Linked DNA regions of Mus musculus: region 2 is linked to region 1. A link is a contact called in public HiChIP or PLAC-seq data. All regions are on one chromosome and are shown on one strand. Each heading gives the region's core, a stretch centred on a gene start, on an enhancer-like site or on the middle of the called end of the contact. The rest is flanking DNA. Distances are from core to core; before and after follow the strand shown.

Region 1 (2,784 bases), core at 128-2,627:
CCTCAGGACTTGGGGGCTGGAGCAGGATGACTAAGTCCAGCCCAGGCTATAAATAAAGCCTTTTCACAAACAATAAACAAACCATGAAGCAAAGCCAAAGCATGCCCTTGAACATGGATCTTTAGAGATGAGACACACTTTTAACACAAGAAACACAAGACTTGATTTTCATATTAAAATAAAAGCTGGCCTCTCTTTCCCTCTCTCTCCCTCCCTCCCTCCCTCCCTCTGTCCCTCTCCCTTTCCCTCTCATTCTCACTAGTGTGCAAATTATCTCCCGGTCACCCTGACTGTTTTAGCTTCCAATATTGTTGGGTACAGCCCTGGCCAGTTGAGTTTTCTATGGTGCAGGAATGTGCTCAAACCACTGACTGTTGTGGCTACTGTATGTGGGTGGCAGAGGCAATGAAGAGAGGAAACATTTTAAATTTAAGTGTTAATACCCACTTGTGCAAGCAGCTGTTGGCCTCTGGGAATAAAGGCTGCATTCCACACAACTTTACAAATCTGAGTGTGGGGTGGCATGTCTGTAACTCCAGCACTGGTAAAGCCGCGGGAAGGAGGATCATAATTTCCAGGCCAGCCTGTCATATACAGGGAGTCTGTGTCATATATATAGGGAGTTTATGTCATATATACAGGGAGTGTATGCCATATATACAGGGAGTATATGTCATATATACAGGGAATATATGTCATACATGCAGGGAGTCCAGCCTAGGCTACATATGGAGACATAGTCATAACAAATAAAAACACAAAACAAATGGCTTTGAGGGAGTGAGGCGGAGGCTGGGGGGTGGCCAGAGGGAGGACAGATGTGTTAGAAAATGAACCCCCCAACTTTGTTCAGGCAAGCTTTGGGGAATTTCATGTCTGACTTCTGAGCCACCTGCTCTTCCTGACAAGACTTCTCACTTCAGCCTCCTCCCCTGTGGTTGTCTGGGTGGAGTGGTCACCCTCACTTCCTCATTCCGAGTAGATGCAGTGCAGTCTGGGATCTCCAGACACCTTTTCTTCCTGGCACCTAGAGGTGCGCTGGGGCCTGAGCTCTGGGCCTAAGCCCTGGCCAGCCTCTCTCTTGCTTGTCTTCTGACTTCAGCTCTGTCACGATCCCTCCCTTTTTGCTGCTTGCCTAGCCTCTTGCACCCTCATTTGTTTCTATCTCTCTCTGACTGTGGGATCTACTCACAGAGCCTGGGGGATAGTTTGACTAGTTACAGTGTGTTAACTAAGTAAAAGCCAAGGTCTTAGGTGCCCTGAATTGCACAGTGACTTCATTTCCTTGTTCTGGAATCAAACACTGGCTACCCTTGACGTCTAATTTACTACCTCATTCCTAGGCAGGCTAAGCTGGAAGCATTCATCTGATAAAAGGTGGGTATGGCTAGCTGTGGCCACAGACTGAGTCATCCCCACACAGCACCAGGAAGTCCCCAGCAGATACTAAGCAAGTGATTGTCATTAGCCAGTTAGCCACTGATGGCACACCACAAGAACAAAGCAGGGGGAATTGGTTCCTTGTTAGTTGAAGCCCCTGGGGTGTAGGGTTGAATTAACATTGTTAATGCTTTTACTAAGAGAGAGAACTCTTCCAACAAGTATTCCAAGTTTATCTGGGAATCTGGTCGGATTCATTGGTTAGAAAGACAAGAAATCAGGAATGGGACATAGTTGGGAGAAAAGGAAAGAGATGGGACAGACAGACAAAGTGAGTCAAGGTGGCCAGGTCTGATGGGGACAAGCCTGTCAGTTATAGCTTATACAGGAGACTGAGGCAGGAGGACCACAAATTCAGTAACTGAAGAGGCAAATGGATGAGACCTTGACTCAAAGTTAAAGATTAAGATGAGCTAGGGACAGAAGTCAGGTGTAGAGGGCTTGTCTTGGATGTACAAGGCCCTGGGTTGAGTCCCCAGTGCCTTGGAGAGGGGGATGAGAGAAAGAGAGGGAGGAAGGTGGGGGTTGGGGGCTTACAAATATAGATAGAGGTGATGTTATTTTTGTGACCACAGTTTATATTTTACAAACGTTGTCCCTGCTTTGCAAGTGAGTACTCTACACATACACACACACACACACACACACACACATACACACACACGACACTTAAAGACACCAGAGCTCATAACTCAGTTAACAGGTATTAGGAGAATTGGGAAGACTAAGTGTGCTCTGAGTCACTACCACCTCTGCTCAACAAGGGCGAGACACAGCCGGGAACAACAGCCCCGGGATGAGCTTTCAGGAGAGTATGACCCTGGAGTTTCAAAGGCAAGGCGGGCGTCATAGCTACAATTTTACTTCCAGTTCTTGCATAGTAGCCTGGAAGACTAAGACAATTTTAGCCCAGTGCAGTAAATTCCTGGGTTCAGAGGGGGAAGGAACTGGTCACTGTCTGAGCTTCCTGCCAAGACAGACCCTGCACATAGGGTCCCATTGTTATGTGCAGAAAAGTCACCATGTTTCCTGCCCTAAGGCTCTTGAGTGTGACCCTTGCAATTTAGGGTGAGAAAAAAGGAGAATTGGGGGTGGGGAGTAGATCCTCTGTTTTATTGGGGTCTGACCTTACAGCAAATTCCTGCCTGTGTTTCAGTCTCTCAGGCGCCTGTGTTGGGGCTGCAGAACACTCTTCTTGCCTCCTCTCTTCTCTTGTTCTGATACCTGTGACATCTTGAATCAAGTTCATATTCTCCCTATCCCCCCTCCCCGTCTCCGTCTCTCTCTCTCACACTCACCCCTGTCTCTCCTTTTCTATTCCCACTAAGTGGAGCTCCAGTCTTC
Region 2 (2,784 bases), core at 184-2,683, 370 kb after region 1:
TGTGTATGGAGAGAGAGAGAGAGACTCAGGAGATGCTCAGTCTGTAAATTGTTACCCAGGCAAGCATAGAATCTGAGTTCAGATCTACAAGACCTATATAAAAATCAAAAATGATCGTGCATGCCTATAAGCCCTGAAAATCACTGGGCAGCCAGTCTAGCCAAATCAGTGAGCTTTCAAGTTCAATGAATGTCTCTGTATCAAAAGAATAAAGAGTGAAAAGGATTGAGCAGCCAGAAGTGGTGGTGCACGCCTTTAATCCCAGCACTTGGGAGGCAGAGGCAGGTGGATTTCTGAGTTCAAGGCCAGCCTGGTCTACAGAGTGAGTTCCAGGACAGTCAGGGATACACAGAGAAACCCTGTCTCAAAAAACAAACAAACAAACAAACAAAAAACAACAACAACAAAAAAAAAAACAAACAACCGAAAAGGATTGAGCAAAGTCGTTCATCACCCAGCTCTGTAAGCACATAGGTACTAACAAGTACATATACCACTTATACACAACACATATGCACAACAATAATAATAATAACACACACAGGAACGTTTAAGGATAAGGAAATGTTGATGCATTGATTTTTGCTTGTTTTATTTATTTAGTTTTTGTTTTGAGATAAGACTTCAACTATGCCCCTGCTGGCCTGGAACTCAGTATGTAGCCCTGACTCACTTCATAAGGAGCCAGAGTCCCTAGTAATATCCTGCCATTTAAACAGTTTCTGAGCCATCTATCTTCAATTACATTTCTTTGGGTGAGCCTGCAGATAGGAACTCCTCAGTTAAGCTGCAAAGTAGGTGAAGAGTCAAAAGATTATGCTGGGAAACCAGGACCTTGTACCATAGAAGATAGTTGTATCCAGTTCGTGATTTCTTAACACACTAGAAGATCAAACACTGACTGTCTCTCTCTGAATGGAAATGGATGCTTTTTTTTTAAACACAGAAATGGGCAAAAGAATTAAGACAGAAATAACAGGTAGCTTTAAAAGTGAGAGGGTATAAAGTTAGGGGAGAGCAGGGCGAGGGTTTATTCCTCCCTGTTTCCATGGAGTCATCTCTGAGGAAAGGGTAAAAGGCTACAGAATAATTAAGGTGCTCACCACACCTTGTTATAATGCAGAAAAACACACAGAAGACTTGCCAGGCAAGGCAGATGACTGGGGTGGGATTAGAAACTACGAATGTGGCATAGTAACACCATTATCAGGAAAAAGCACAAAGATGTTGTTTTGCTTGGCTTTTATTGGCAGTTGGATACTGATCAGGATAGAGAATGCATATAAACCCAGAAGGGGCTCTAGCTTGAGGGAGAACAGCTAACTGACATTTTCTTCAGACTGTTAAAAGCAAAGACTAACCTCGAGTCACAGGAAGGAAAGCATGAACAAAGTAAACAAAGCAAAAGTGGCTTGCCAAGGCAATTCTGTTTGTAAAATGGGTGTGCCGAGGCCCAAACCTGGCTAGCAAACATTTGTCTCTGCCCTAGGTGGTGACTCTGTGTCATGCCATTGGCAAGAGCTTGACTTCACTATCTGCCTCAATTGGCTAAAGAGGGAAAGAGGAGGGCTCAGAAACTGTGAGCTCCTGCTGGAACTAATTACCGCTTATAGAAATATAACAAATTTTTTCTTACAGAACCAAGAGCTGATATTGTGGGAAAAGGGGAACCGAGAAGACAAAGCTGTCAGTGTAGTGGCCTGCACTCAAAGGTCTGTGAAAGCAGTGACTCATCGCATGACATAGTGTTGAGTCTAAGGAGGGAAAGCAATGAAGTAGCGATGTAGAGTGGGGTTAGGTAAGTGGAAGGCCAGAGAGACGAGGCTTATCTGGGGTCACTAAGATGATGGCACACCAGGGTTTTCAGTAATAGGAGACTGATAAAATTAGATAGGCGTAGACAGCTGATAACTCCAGGTAGTGCAATATGTAGCCAAGATAGATGGGAAAAGATGGTATCTAGAAATACTGAAACAGGTTGGAAGATAATAGAGCGAAATGAAAGTGGGTGTAAAGAAAAAGGTCTTCATATATATATGTGTGTGTGTGTGTGTCTGTGTGTATACATATATATATGAAATATACATGTACAAATATATGATATATATGAAGTGTGAAATATATATATATATGGAAGGTGTGTATGTATGTGATGTTTGTGGGTGTGTATATTTGTGAAAAATCATTTAGCTGGGGTAGTGAGGAGGTGTGATGATATTGCAAACCCATCCTTGCCACTTGTGATGTAAGGCATTTAGGGCCTACCTTGCTTAATGAGAATCCATCCTCAGGATAGACTCACGCCATGGAGATGCCACACTTCCGCAGGCATAATCACTCAACTTGGTGGACGTGCCTGGAGTTCTATGCCATGGGAATGGAGGCAAGAAGACCTCAAGTCCAAGACCCAGTTGAGCTACACAGCAAAACCCTCTTTCAGAAAAACAGAAGAGGAAAAAAGAAATGAGGACTGCCATTTTTTTGAATAACAAGTATGATGAATCCTCCCAAATCATGATTTTTTTAAGAATCAGGAAAGCATCCATTATATTTTATACAGCCATTATATTTTTTAGACATCCCTGCATATTGCCAAGCCCAGTCTTTGAAAAGAATCCAGGCAGTCATTTCAAACTCTGAAACATAATGAAACAAGTTGTAAGGGTCCATTAACATAGAATGTGCTAATGTTTGTTGGCAAACTTTAGAATGCCCCCTTTTTCCCATTCTTTGCTAAGATGCTCAGTAATCTTAAAACCTTTCTGTAAATCCAATCCTTTCTGC

The links. HiChIP or PLAC-seq counts read pairs in DNA pulled down with a chosen protein or histone mark.
Region 2: a contact with region 1 is called in a FOXA1 HiChIP or PLAC-seq map of pancreatic cancer cells. The contact joins two enhancer-like sites. A contact is called at or near these places in 4 of 39 promoter capture datasets (embryonic stem cells, hippocampal neurons and liver), 1 of 484 Hi-C or Micro-C datasets (embryonic stem cells), 2 of 115 datasets of contacts at active chromatin or transcription factors (extraembryonic endoderm stem cells and pancreatic cancer cells) and 1 of 9 other capture datasets (embryonic stem cells).

The regions. Positions count from the first base shown.
Region 1 is chr3:122,520,099-122,522,882 of GRCm38.p6, forward strand. The region is part of intron 8 of Bcar3 (breast cancer anti-estrogen resistance 3); the gene reads left to right. Among named protein-coding and RNA genes, the nearest start is that of Mir7657, 20 kb to the right of the region's middle. Within about 2 kb of position 1,378, at least 114 of the 459 cell types and tissues checked have an H3K27ac peak or open chromatin away from gene starts, as enhancers often do. A contact at or near this core is called in pancreatic cancer cells, where this site is marked.
Region 2 is chr3:122,887,003-122,889,786 of GRCm38.p6, forward strand. 4933405D12Rik (RIKEN cDNA 4933405D12 gene) reads right to left here. Exons shown (of 6, transcript NR_046036.1): 5 at 2,266-2,433. Among named protein-coding and RNA genes, the nearest start is that of Fabp2, 6.7 kb to the right of the region's middle. Within about 2 kb of position 1,434, at least 71 of the 459 cell types and tissues checked have an H3K27ac peak or open chromatin away from gene starts, as enhancers often do. A contact at or near this core is called in pancreatic cancer cells, where this site is marked.